3 separate regions of the Mus musculus genome follow, and regions 1 and 3 are each linked to region 2. A link is a contact called in public HiChIP or PLAC-seq data. All regions are on one chromosome and are shown on one strand. Each heading gives the region's core, a stretch centred on a gene start, on an enhancer-like site or on the middle of the called end of the contact. The rest is flanking DNA. Distances are from core to core; before and after follow the strand shown.

Region 1 (3,937 bases), core at 82-2,581, 210 kb after region 2:
TAGGGACAGAGAGTAGCTTGGTTATTTTCAGGAGACAGAGAGAGAAGAAAATGGAGGAGGGCCATGACATATATGGGTTTCCTTCTGAGTTGATGAAAATGTTTGAGAACTAGTGGTATGGTGTTTAAGAAACACTTTGACTGTACTAAATGTCATAGGACGATTCATTTTAAAAATTGCCAATTTATGTTATAGGAATTTTTACCTCAGCTGGAACATACCACAACACACACACACACACACACACACACACGTACACACGTACACACACACACACATGCACGTACACAAACCCCTAAAGGCCTCAGAACAATAAGAGTATTTCCGAAAAGATACCCAGCAGTGCAGGGGTCTGCTCGAAGGATGCTGTGAGCCATCTAAGCAACAGGGCCACTAATGAGCTCCCTCCTCCCTGGAAGCCCACATCCCTCCTCCTCCTCCCTTGCTCCTCTCAGCTATTCATTAGGCTCCAACCTGCTACTTGTCAGGTAGCATTAGTTGTCAGGGCTTCCAGGGGACTTGTGCGCCCTTGTTCTCCCTGATTCCTTATTTATTATGTTAATGAGAACATGATCAAGCCTCGGAGCAGACGTTCCAAGGTGGATACCAGGGCGGTAGTCCACGACAATTGTCCACATGGTACTGTAGTGCTGCACCCGATAAGAGCTTTGTTTGGTTTGGAACTCAACTTGGGATCGCACTTGCTCTGGGTTCTTTAGAAAGTCAGTTATTTTGAGTTCTCTAATCTTAAAAAAAGGGCTAAATAACACTTTCATTATTATTTTTAATATCCCCCAAACCAAGAGCTTTGCACCATCTCACCTGGACAGCAGCTGTGCGACACCTCACCTATACATCGTACCCCGCCATCCTCCCTCCTCCCACCCTCCCTCCTCATCAGGCTCTCTGCTGCCTTTTATTTTTCTCCTTCTAACCTAACAACACACTGTCACACCCAAGCCGCGAGGGGTGTGTTTGTGTGTGTGTGTGTGTGTGTGTGTGTGTGTGTGTGTGTGTGTGTGTGTGTGTCACACCTTCCAGAGCCCACAGCTCACTCAGGAGGAAAGGCAAGTCCCCACCCGAGCCTTCCTGGTCCTCCCTAACCTCGAAGACCCTCCTCCTACCACCGCTCACTCCAGTTTGGTTCAGTGTTCTCTGTTCCCACCTGGGGAGGGGGGCGATGTGAGTTTGCTGTTCTTTCTCTCTGGATGATTGTTCATAACTTTGCACCCCCACCCCTTTCACAAACCCATCTCAGCAGCCAGAGAGAGATTTTCACGCCGGTGCTCTCCCCTCCCCTTCCATGCCTAATTTGGCTTTGTGGCCCATCACGTTTAACCGCAGCATTTAGTGCCAGGCGCACTGTTTGCGCCTTGTTATTTGTCTTCCCTTTGAGGCAAGCCCTAAGAGCCGTTTCTGTTTGTTTCTGTTATGCTTTATCTCACAGACTAATTCCAAGCAACCCGAATAGTATCTGGCCTGGCACACAGCACACGGTCCATAAATACTTGGTGAATGAGTTATTTTGAAGATCAGGGACAATGGATAGAAAAACGGGAAGAGAAAGGCACGGCATTTAATTATTCATGTCAAACCCAACTGCCTTATGCCAGTAGAAAAGGTGATATTTATAAGAAAAAAAAATTCTGTCTTTTCACTGTGCAGAAACCACCAGGACCCCACCAAGAGGCAGATGTCACAGACTCGTGAGTTTCAACCCCGAAAGGCAGCCATGTAATCCTTGTCCCAGAACTTCCCACATCCTGAGCATAGACTTCCAATGAGCAGACTGAGGCGAGAGTCAAAAAGGTTGCGTTGTGTCACAGTGGGAGTGGGATTTTGTGGACATATCCGACCAGGTTTGTGGGCATATCCGACCAGGTTTTTATTTGCTACTACAAAATTAAATTACGAATGAATTTAGTTCAATCAAAACTTAGAAACCTGAACAGAAAGTGCATGTGAGTACACATGTGTGCAGGTATGAGTGTGCTAGTGCATGTGAGAGCGAATACATGTGTGTGCTCATGCACGTGTGTATATGTGCTCGTGTGTGTGTGTGTGTGTGTGTGTGTGTGTGTGTGTGTGTGTGTGTGTGAGTTGGAGTGGGGAGAATGGTGAGAGAGACAAATCACACAGAGGTCAGGCCTGACAGGAAAGTTCCTTCTTAAAGTCTTATAAATAGAAGGTAATTTCTAAAATGTCAAGGGTTTCTTGGCTCAATTAAAATTATTTGTAGCACAAATGGTTGAGATCGGGGAGTGCTTTAAGCAGGGAAGATGCAGTCACCGGAGTAATAAGGGCCCAGGGTTCTTCTTGATAAGCATTATTCAAACTCATGGAGTTCCCGACGACAACGAGGCAGATGCCAGGGTAAAAGAGGTGGAGCAGCTTCAGGCCCCCACCTTCCTGCCCCCACCTGGAAACTCAAAAGTGCCACCAGCCATTTTGCAATCAAAACAACTTCATTCCCTGTGTCCATTGGGGAAGAAAGAGCCGTAACTCAGTGCATCCAGACTTAGGGAGACTGGGAACGGCTCCGGTGCTCCAGGCCTGAGCAAAAGCATCTATCCTTCTTTCTAAATACGGTTTGGAGTCTGTGCCTGTCATCTCCTAAAGGATGAATTTTGCAAATATTATGAAGTTATCCATTTGGGAAACAAAAAAAAAAATCTCTTCTATACCCAGGTTTTGTCATAGACAGATAGTTCTTTACACAGCAAGCCCAGGAATATTCAGGCGCTGCCTCCTAAAGTCCAATGAAGTGTCGATTCAAGCCAGAGGCATGATTATTTATTGTCAACACAGACTGTCATCACTTAAGGCCACCGTCAGAAAAAAAAAATGGCTGATGATTGATACTGACGGCAATGATGATTGCTCTTGCAATAAGCTTAATTAAGATAATGAACTGCTATTGCATGTGGCTTCCTTGGGACACCGGTGGGATAATGTGTCTGTGCCACAAGGACATCACCAGCCAGCACGGCCATCTTAGCTCAGTCCTGACACGAGTGGGAGCCCTGGAGGCAGTGAGTGTGACTCCTGTGGTCCGTCCCTTCTGTCCCTAGATCCTTGTTCCTCTCACACTCGGCAGACGATAGACTGAGGGTGGCATCAGGGTCCCCTGGTCACTGGGTCTGCTTCAAATGCAGCCCAGCAGAAGGTCCAGAAATCAAAGTCAGTCTGCAATCATTTGAAATGTCCCTCAAAACCATACGTTTGGAAACACATTTGCTCCGCAGCTGATGGTGCTGTTTGGAGAGGTTGTAGAACCTTCCAGACATAGGGTCTAGCTAGCTGACAGGCCATAGAGGTAGAACTTACATGGGGGGCGGGGGGTGGTGGTGGTGGTGATTCCTGACAGCCATGGAACGTCAGTCTCCATGCCTTCTTCACCATGATGGTCTGTGTCCTGTAGAGCCCAAACCAAGCCTCCCTGCCCAGAGAGAGAGCTCAGGGGCTGAGAGCACCACGCACTTTCCCTCCAGAAGAACCCAAGTTTAACTCCCAGCCCTCATGTCAGGTGACTCGCAACTTCATGTGCAACCCAAAACTGCATCTGCATTCCTGTGTATACACAGACTTACACATAAAGGTAATAAAGAATAAATATTTTTTAAAACTCAATTCTTCCCCCTTCAAGGTTCTTCTGTGAGGGTTTTTTTTTCCCCCTCCCTCTGAGGAGAATAGTGATAAATGCACCGTGAGATGTTAAATTCTATTTCCGCCACACCTTCCTATGAAGCAATGGAGCCCTCAGCAAAATGTCTTCTGCTCTCTTGGCACAGTGATCAGAGGCTGGACTCTATAACAACCTGTCCTTTTTCCTTCCCACGCCTTTTTCTGCTAGCTTTCCTCTGTCCCTTCAGCACCTGGGGTGTAGACAGACAGGAGAAGAAAAAACAAAACAAAACAAAACCTGAAGGTCTTTAGA
Region 2 (4,243 bases), core at 217-2,716:
TTCCAGGGATGGATACATCTTTCTGCAGCTAGACCCTCCCAAGGATGTGGGAGCTTTCGCCTGGCCGAGATTGCACTCCCCACCCCCCCCTGGGGAACAAGGGCGTTTGTTTCCTGTTGGTTCCAGGAGAAGTCTGGAGCAAGGGTCCCAGGACATTTCTCTGGGAAGTTTGGGCTGCATTTGGGAGCTCCCTTCCCTGTTCTCAGGCTCTAGAGGACAATTTCAATTAGGCCTAAGGACTCAGAAGATCAGAACAACTAATTGTATCTCCTACACTCATCACACACGCGAGCGCAAATATTCGCGCGCGCGCACACACACACACACACACACACACACACACACACACACACACAGAGAGAGAGAGAGAGAGAGAGAGAGAGAGAGAGAGAGAGAGAGAGAGAGAGAGAGAGATGCATACTGCCACATTGTCCAACTTGTATATACAGCTCGCTATTCATTCCGATGCAGCAGCTATTCTCTCTGGTCCGCAGAGGATTTCAGATGAAGAAAGCACCATTCACTCACACTCCTGTCTCAGGAGTCCGGCTGCCTTTTCCTGAAGGGGTTTAAGAGGAACAGGCCCCAGCTGGGCTGCTGGCTGGAACTCCAGCCACGGTTCTGGGACTTCCTACAAGTCACTCCATAGATCCTGAGTTGGACACTTCAGACACCTGGCAATCCACTGTTGCATTCCGTTTTGGGGAAAGAGAAAAAGGCTCTTTGGGATCCTTTCATGGTTTTTCTCCTAATAGGGGCTCAGCCTGTAGTGGGTTCAAGGTGCCGGGGTTCAGCTGATGAGTTCCTCTGTACCTTGAGCTTGGTGGGGTGTTTGTATTGGGAGAGCAACGTTTGGATGCAGTGTTTTGATAAAGGATTCTGGGGACCCTGCCTCCTTAGGACTACATGCATTTCTGGTTGTGCAAGTGTGAACTGGTCAGACATCCAGAGGGGAACAAATGGTCAAAGTGAAAGTGGTGCGTTCTGGAAAATATAGACTGGGAAGAGTTCTGTACTATCTTTGCTCAAATGCTCTGGTAGGCAGCCAGGCTTGGACCTGTTCTCTAGTCCTAGCTTGTAGACTTAGCCCTAAGCTAGAGCATCAGACATACCACCCAATTCATCTGCTGCTCTGTAAGCCCCCTGGGCTTCTGGTAAGATTGGGACCAGTAAGGCGAGGCTCAGGCTTTTATCTGCCCGGATCCTGGGTTTGTTCTGACTAATGTTAAGTGTCGCCCAATAAAACCTTCCCTGATCCCCACACCCAATTCTCCCCCACACCCAGGGAGTCCTTTCTCTCCTGACTTTAGCGGTCCTGGGTAAATATTGATTTGCCCCGAGTTTACCTTCTTACTGCCTGACCATTTGCAGACTAAAGAACCAACCTCTGTGAAGACTTGATTTCTGTGTTACTTTGGAGCCCTTTTCATCCGTCCCCCCACTCCTTCCTCCCTCTAAGTGGCATTGTAAAACTCAACAGTGACAAAGAGACGAAGTACGGTTCCAGGCTCCAATTCTCGGAGACTCTCGGAGACTCGAGGGCAGTTTACATACAGGTCAGACACGCTGGAGGCCAAGGTCAAGTTGAAAGTTGCTGTCTAGTCAGCGTGAGAAACTACAATGAAAGCCCAGAGACAGAGCCGACTGCCCACCTCCCCTCGCTCTCAATTCCCCCATCCTTTGCTATCTGGCTTCTGGCTCTGTTTGGTTTCTCAGCATCTTTTTTTTTTCCCTCTCTCTTTGTAGAGTTTTGGGGGCGGTGTTTACAGGCTGGACTGGTTCTTTTCTGTCGGCCGCCCTGCTCTTAGCTGGGTTTCTGAACCTCCGAAGTTTTCCAGCTAGGTTCGGAAAAAACGAAAACACAGCTCAGGAAGGCTCCACCAGCCGATGCCTATGCCAGTTCACCTCTGGCAGTGGCTGTACTGCTGGTCCACACAGCAGCCAAGACCAGCTCCACGTTCTTTCCTCCCCCTCAGTTCACTGGAGCCGGGAGCCCTGCACTCAGGGGAAGGGCCTCAGCTCTACAGACTGCCAAAGTCGGCTGGGTCCCTCCGGCTCCAAAAATGGTGAGAAAGGAACTCATCTTTTTCCACAGAGGAATCAGAAGCAGGTTTGTCTGGGAAGAACGAAGCAGCGGGGAGGCTTTGGGCTGCATCTTTGAATTCAGTGGGCTTTGCTTCCTACACGTGGTATCCCTGTCGTGGAAGGACTTGGAATGTGAATTACTGAAGTTTATATTTTCTTATCAATTTAAAAGAGAGAGAGAGAAAACCCAAGACAGAATTATTTAGAGAAAGTAGCATCCTTGTTCTCCCCCTGTCTTAAATCTCATACATTGATGTGGATTTTCTACTAGGCTTGTATCAAGGGCATAGGAGCATATCTAGCTCCTTCTCCCTTTCCTGGGTTGCTTCTTCACTGTTTTAAAGTATCTGCATGTCCTGCTAGTAATTGAGCTGTAGGCATCATTGGAAATTGTTTCTCATATTAGAATGAACTCTGGGAATAATTTGGGGTAAGACTTTCTAGAAATTCTACTCACTGTAAAACAGCAATTCCTCAGACTTTCAGAGGGAGAGAAGAGATTCATTAATGGTTTCTTATACAATGCTCCAGACTATACCAGACCAGCTTGGTGTGGGAAAAGAACGGCTGGAGGATGAAGCCTGACTCTTAAAGAGCCAGCAGTCTCATCCAGTGTTCTTCCTCATTTACCAAAGGCACAGGGAAAATTTGTGTGTCTGTCCAGCTGGCAGGGCCTGACTTTCTGAGCTCTTTTTGTCTTCAGGCTTGGGGTTCTTCTTGCAGAAACACCAACAACTTAACATGGTTCTCCATGGCTTAGGGAAGAGAAGTCAGAGCATTCACGGTCACCTTCAGACAATAGTGGCCATAGGAGCTCTGGAGCCAAGAGCCAGGCTGGGGTGGAAGCTAGAGAAGTCTCCACTGATGCCCCAGTTTTGTCTGATGCATGCAGATTTCTCAGCGAAGGCCTTCAAGGGCAGCATGGCTACAGCCCAGCCTTTGTTCAAGGGGTCTCCATAGGTTTTCCTAAGCTCTTGGTTTTACTAGTCAAACCTGGGTCCATTGGCGCTGACAGCCCTCTTGCATCTGGCCTGATTTGGCTGCATTTTTTTTTTTTTTTTTCTTGATAGAGGACTCCTGACCAACCAGGATTACAGGACCCTGGGCTCCTAGACCCTAGGCTCCTAGGGTTGGAGAAGAAAAGGACAAAGGGAACCAAACAGGAGGTCTGATCAGATTTGATTTTCATTTGCAAATTAAATTTACCTGCCCTCACTTTAACTCGGAAGAGGCTGTCAGCACCATTCTCTGGAACTACTTCTTTGCATTGATCTGGTATTAGGATAAACAGTCCATGGCTGGTTTTAAAGACACTTTGTATTTCGGGATATTCATGTGTTTCTAATGTATCCAAGCAGCTTTATGGGCTGGATTTGCAGGACACCTTACCCTCTGATTCCACCCCAGGCAGGCTGGGGGTGGGGGGCAAAGAGATAATGGCAAAGCAAGAAAGATTTAGAAAGGGGAAGGCAATTGAGCAGACGAGGGGAGAGAGAAATTCTCAAAGAAGTTAACTCCTCAGAATCCTTACCAGTAAACCATTTAGGAATGGAATAAGTGTGAAGTTGAGTTTCTGAGGGACCTCAATCCTGTATGCACCAGGGTGAAAGCAGCGCCCCCTTTTTGGTGTGTGTGTGTGTGTGTGTGTGTGTGTGTGTGTGTGTGTGTGTGTGTATGAGGGGGGTATCCGGGATTCTGGGCTGGCCAGAGCACAGGAGAATGTCATATGACCCATTTGAGGTTCTTGTTCTATAGAGAAGCAATAATGAAGTAAAGGAAACATTTCGTGTTGTGGGGATAATTTTGGAACATGAGTAGTCAGTCGCTCTGTACTATGGTGACCCACATTGATGTGGAGTTGGGAGGTCAAGAAAGAAAGTCACAGACCTTGCCTCTAAGATCACCCCAAGACGGACTTTGAGGAGGGCAAATTATTGGATAAGTGACTCATTCACTGCCTGCTGGATTGGACCAGGTACAACGGGACCAGCCTGGAGCCAGCCATCGGGAAGAGATAGTAAAGAGAACTCCAACTGCATCACCCTCTATTTCTTACCGAGTCTCAAAGAAGGGAGAAGGCACCTCCGCCCGCACCCCTCCCCCGTTTTAGAAGCACTAGCAGCAGGTTTCAGGCTCTGGGGAGCAGCACCCCCTACCC
Region 3 (3,968 bases), core at 343-2,842, 180 kb after region 2:
ATTCATATTAATTATGTTGTGTTTTCATTGCCGGGGCATATTTGGGATGGAGAGTTTTACCGCAACAACACTATGTGACCTTGCCCCCAAGTTATGTCTGTTAGTAAATAAAGATGCCAACCGCCAAGAGTTGGGCGGAATAGACATAGGAGGGGTTTGGGGTTTCAGGGTTTGGGGATAGAGGAGAAACACGAAGGAGAGACAGAAGGAGGTGGGTAGAGGAGAAGGCACCATGGGATAAGAATCTTAAAATAATGGCAATGTGGGGTTTGCTCACTAAGTTAAGAGCAACCCAGACAAAACATGGCAGATTATAGCATGGGATTATTGGCTGGGAATAGACATAGTGGCATGGAGTGCAGAGGGCAGACATCTGCCCAGCTCTTGTGCTAAGGATTACTATTCAAAGAAAGGTTGTGTGTGTCTATTATCCGGGAACTCAATGGTCAAAGGCAGAGTAGAACCCCTGGGTTGAGATTAAATAAAGACAACAGATGCCCATTCCTGGTGCTCTCTCTGGAGCCTGCAGTGTCAGCTTTCTCTCCACCTCCAGAGTCTGCCTGGAGAGTGAACGGTACCAACAGCTGGGCAGCCCACAATCTCTGCTCAAGTGCTCTGGCTTAGGGAGTTTGTATGACGTAGCCATAGGGGGCAAATGAGAAGGCCTGTGAAGAAAGTGAAGATCGGTCTCGATGAGAATTGATTTATTGAGCAGAGCTGTGTTCCAGCATGCTTATATATATTTTTAAGTTCACTCATTGCCCTGGCTACATGAGGTGAGAACTGCTATTGTCCCATCTCACAGATAAGGAAAACTGAGGAACTGCGTGTTAAATAAATTAGCTCAGCATGTGCAAACTGAGGCAGGGGGTATTAAATAATTAGCCTAAGATAATAAGGTAGTCAATGGATGTCATGATTTGAAACCAGGTGGTTTGGTTCCAGACAGGAGGTCCCAATAACTTCTCTTCTCTGTCTCTTGTGTCCTGCAACTCTTTCACCTCTCTCCAAGTAGGTCCAGCCAAAGCCCAGATGCCTTTGTGGTCTCTTGATCTTAACCAATCTCCTCCACTTATTCTTGATCTCTCTGTTGCTCTTCGGTAGTAAACAACACCCAGGAATCTCTTTGTTCTTTTACTCCTGGGTTTTTATTTCCACAAATCCACTGAGGCAAAATGGCCACTGCCAATTTTGGGCTAACTCTCCCTTAGGATGCATTACCAGGTCTTCTGCAAGACCAGTGGGAATCTCCCTTTCTACCCACTCCAGGCAAAACAGTTTCACCAGGCAGGTCCTTCTAGTTTTAAAAACTCTGAGACTTTATCCTTGGATCTGCCATCAGTTTTCCCTGTGTAATCAGTACATGAGATTTCCTATTGCTTTGTGTCTTTTAATAAATAAGGTCAAATTAAAAATCCCCACAGCCAATGGGATCCCTCTCAAAAGCTTGGGCTTCAAGGGCCCTGGGAGCCGTGTGGTGACCTAACTAAGAAAAAAAAAAAAAGCCCTTGCTGCTCTCCTGAAGTCTAGAGTGAATATGAGCATAAAATTGGGAGACAGACAGGAAGTTCCTGGCAGAAAGGGCATTTGGTTTCTCTTCCTCAGAATTCTTCCTTTTTGCTCAGAATGGCTGCCTACTGAGATGTCTACTCTGACATAGCTTCCTTTTTGGGAAGTTAAACATTGGAGTCTTTGTCAGTGGCATGACGACCTGAGAGAAACCAGGTAAGGGAATAGAACTTAGTTTGGCTCATGGTTTGGGAGAGCCTTCACTTCAGGGTGGTTAGGTCCATCACTGTCGGCATGAAGGGAGGGAGACTACCATGGTGTCATGGCAGACAGGAAGAAGAGAAGGTAGCAGGAAAGTGCCAGGGGGAAATATACCCTTCAAAGGCATGTCCCACGGACCCACTTCCTCCAACTAAGCTCCTCCTTCCACAGTTCTACGCTTCCAATATCCATCCAGTGTCCATCATCCATGGTCATGACTCAGAGCTCGAATGAGCTAACCCTCCAGGGATGGCCCCTACAGACACACGTGCAAATGTCCTCTACTAGTCTGCTAAGGTTTCAATCCAACGGAGCGATAGAATTAACGGTCGGGGAATACCTTCCTTTTCCTCCCCAGACTGATGGGGTGTTCGCCAGAGCTCCTCCAGAACTCTTCTATACTCGCCTGTTGGCTTGTTCATCCACGGCCCGGATTGTAGATCCTTGTGAGCAATGACCTCACCTCATCCTCCCGCCACTGGTTTCTAGTCCTCCCTTGCAAAGGATCTGGTTCATAGACATTTGATAAATATTTAGTAAGTGAATGGATGGGGCCCTGAGTGTAGATGTTTTCCCCCTCCGTGTTTGGGTACCTTTTCATCTCTATAAAAGAGATGGCTCGGCTTTCCTTGTTATAGAACATAATTGAAACATTCTCCCTGCTTTCTCTCTTTTAATTAGGGGAGTCCTGAAAAACCAGGAAGTCTTTTTAAAGAGAGCCAAAGCACCCCTCCCCGTCTTAGCAGCTCTGAGGTGTCTGTGGGGGCAGAGCACCCCGCCTCTGCTTTGCAGATCGTTCCAAAGCCTGCTGGCTAGGAAAGAGCAGAGGAGGGAAAGACGTTACCAGGTTCCTGCCAGGCCCTTTTTTCCAGCAATTTCCCAGAGATCAAGCCGGTGGCGGCTTCCTGCCCCCTGCTAAGATGGGCCTCGGGGTTGATGTTTTTTACTGTTCTCCAGTAAGCAACCAGATTAGCAGCTGCCTGGTCAGTAGCTGGAGGCCTCCTTTAAATTGAGAGGATTGGGGCAGCACATTCCACAAGCGGTTGGAAATGTCTCTGCCCTCCGTTCTTATTATGAAGTTACTGTGGCTCTGGGCTAGACAAGGAATACCGCAATGGTTTGGGTGGCTTTTGTTTCATGCAGCCCATAAAAAACGCAGCCTGGCCTCTTGGGTTATGCAGATGGGCAGATCTGTTGTTCTGACAACCCAACTCTATGCTCTCATTAAGTTACCTGCCAGAGGAAATCGTGCATGTTGTGTTTGGTTTTATAGCCCGCCACGCCCTCAGCACATGCTTCCCACCCACACGCTTGGAGATCCCGGTGCTCCGCGCAGCGTGCAGCTCCTTGACTTGCTTCAGGGCTTCCCTCCGTAAGAGCTGCAACCGAATTGGGCAGCAGCCCTTTCTGTCTTCGAGATGGTTTTTATGGAAAAGAGGACATCTAAATCTCCCACAAAAGCCTAGTACCAGAGGCGGAGGAGTTGGTGATGTCATGGCGTCTTTTTCATTCTGATTAAGCCTGGGGACTCAGGGTAGCTGTTATCCTGTTGCCACCTTTCTCTTAGTCGAGTGCACAGCAGTGGGCAAGAACCCTTGGGCTGATGTAGGTTATAAAAACACAAACCGTGAAGTGGAAGGTTGAGAACTGTGTGGAAACTTTTAACACCAAGCACTGAGGTGGCTCTGGGTCTGGAAGATGAGGAGAAAGAGCTTAGACTGGGACTTAGTGTACATCCTTCAAAGAAGAAGCTGGGTGTGGTGGTGACGCCTTTAATCCCTGAACAAGCAAGGCAGAGACAGATAGGTCTCTGGTGAGGTCAGCCTGGTCTACAGAGTAAGTTCCAGGATAGCCGGGGCTACACAGAGAAACCCTGCCTCAAACAACCAATGAAGGAGGAGGAAGGGGAGGAGGAGGAGGAAAAGGAGGAAGAAGAGGAAGAAGAGAAGGAGGAGGAACTATCTCTCCCTGTGCTGCTGAGGACTGGCAAGGCACAAACCAGTTAGTGGTGGGCTGGAGGTAGTCAGTAACCTTGCCCCCAGCACATGGGCAATAAGGTGCCCAGCTTTTGTGCAGCAGGTCCCTTCTGCATTCATATCAGCACCATGTGGCCAACTGTGTTTTTAACAGTGGACAAAGTCGGGGAAGGGGGGAGGCAGATAAGGAAAAGGATCTTTCCACATGCCCCTGTTTATTAT

The links. HiChIP or PLAC-seq counts read pairs in DNA pulled down with a chosen protein or histone mark.
Region 1: a contact with region 2 is called in a FOXA1 HiChIP or PLAC-seq map of pancreatic cancer cells. The contact joins the enhancer-like site here to the promoter of Hottip in region 2. A contact is called at or near these places in 3 of 39 promoter capture datasets (the 3T3-L1 cell line and embryonic stem cells), 4 of 484 Hi-C or Micro-C datasets (the BV-2 cell line, bone marrow-derived macrophages, hematopoietic stem and progenitor cells and 1 more), 5 of 115 datasets of contacts at active chromatin or transcription factors (bone marrow-derived macrophages, embryonic stem cells, memory CD8 T cells and 2 more) and 2 of 9 other capture datasets (embryonic stem cells and liver).
Region 3: a contact with region 2 is called in an H3K4me3 HiChIP or PLAC-seq map of bone marrow-derived macrophages, with 2.7 times the contacts expected there. The contact joins the enhancer-like site here to the promoter of Hottip in region 2. A contact is called at or near these places in 2 of 39 promoter capture datasets (the 3T3-L1 cell line and embryonic stem cells), 1 of 484 Hi-C or Micro-C datasets (embryonic stem cells), 3 of 115 datasets of contacts at active chromatin or transcription factors (bone marrow-derived macrophages and embryonic stem cells) and 2 of 9 other capture datasets (adipose tissue and embryonic stem cells).

What each region holds. Positions count from the first base shown.
Region 1 is chr6:52,472,805-52,476,741 of GRCm38.p6, forward strand. No RefSeq gene overlaps it. Among named protein-coding and RNA genes, the nearest start is that of 1700094M24Rik, 18 kb to the right of the region's middle. Within about 2 kb of position 1,332, at least 13 of the 459 cell types and tissues checked have an H3K27ac peak or open chromatin away from gene starts, as enhancers often do. A contact at or near this core is called in memory CD8 T cells and pancreatic cancer cells, where this site is marked.
Region 2 is chr6:52,261,309-52,265,551 of GRCm38.p6, forward strand. It overlaps Hottip (Hoxa distal transcript antisense RNA), which reads left to right and starts at 1,467. Exons shown (of 2, transcript NR_110442.1): 1 at 1,467-1,556; 2 at 4,061-4,243.
Region 3 is chr6:52,440,664-52,444,631 of GRCm38.p6, forward strand. No RefSeq gene overlaps it. Among named protein-coding and RNA genes, the nearest start is that of 1700094M24Rik, 50 kb to the right of the region's middle. RefSeq lists an enhancer at 1,954-3,866. Within about 2 kb of position 1,593, at least 32 of the 459 cell types and tissues checked have an H3K27ac peak or open chromatin away from gene starts, as enhancers often do. A contact at or near this core is called in bone marrow-derived macrophages, where this site is marked.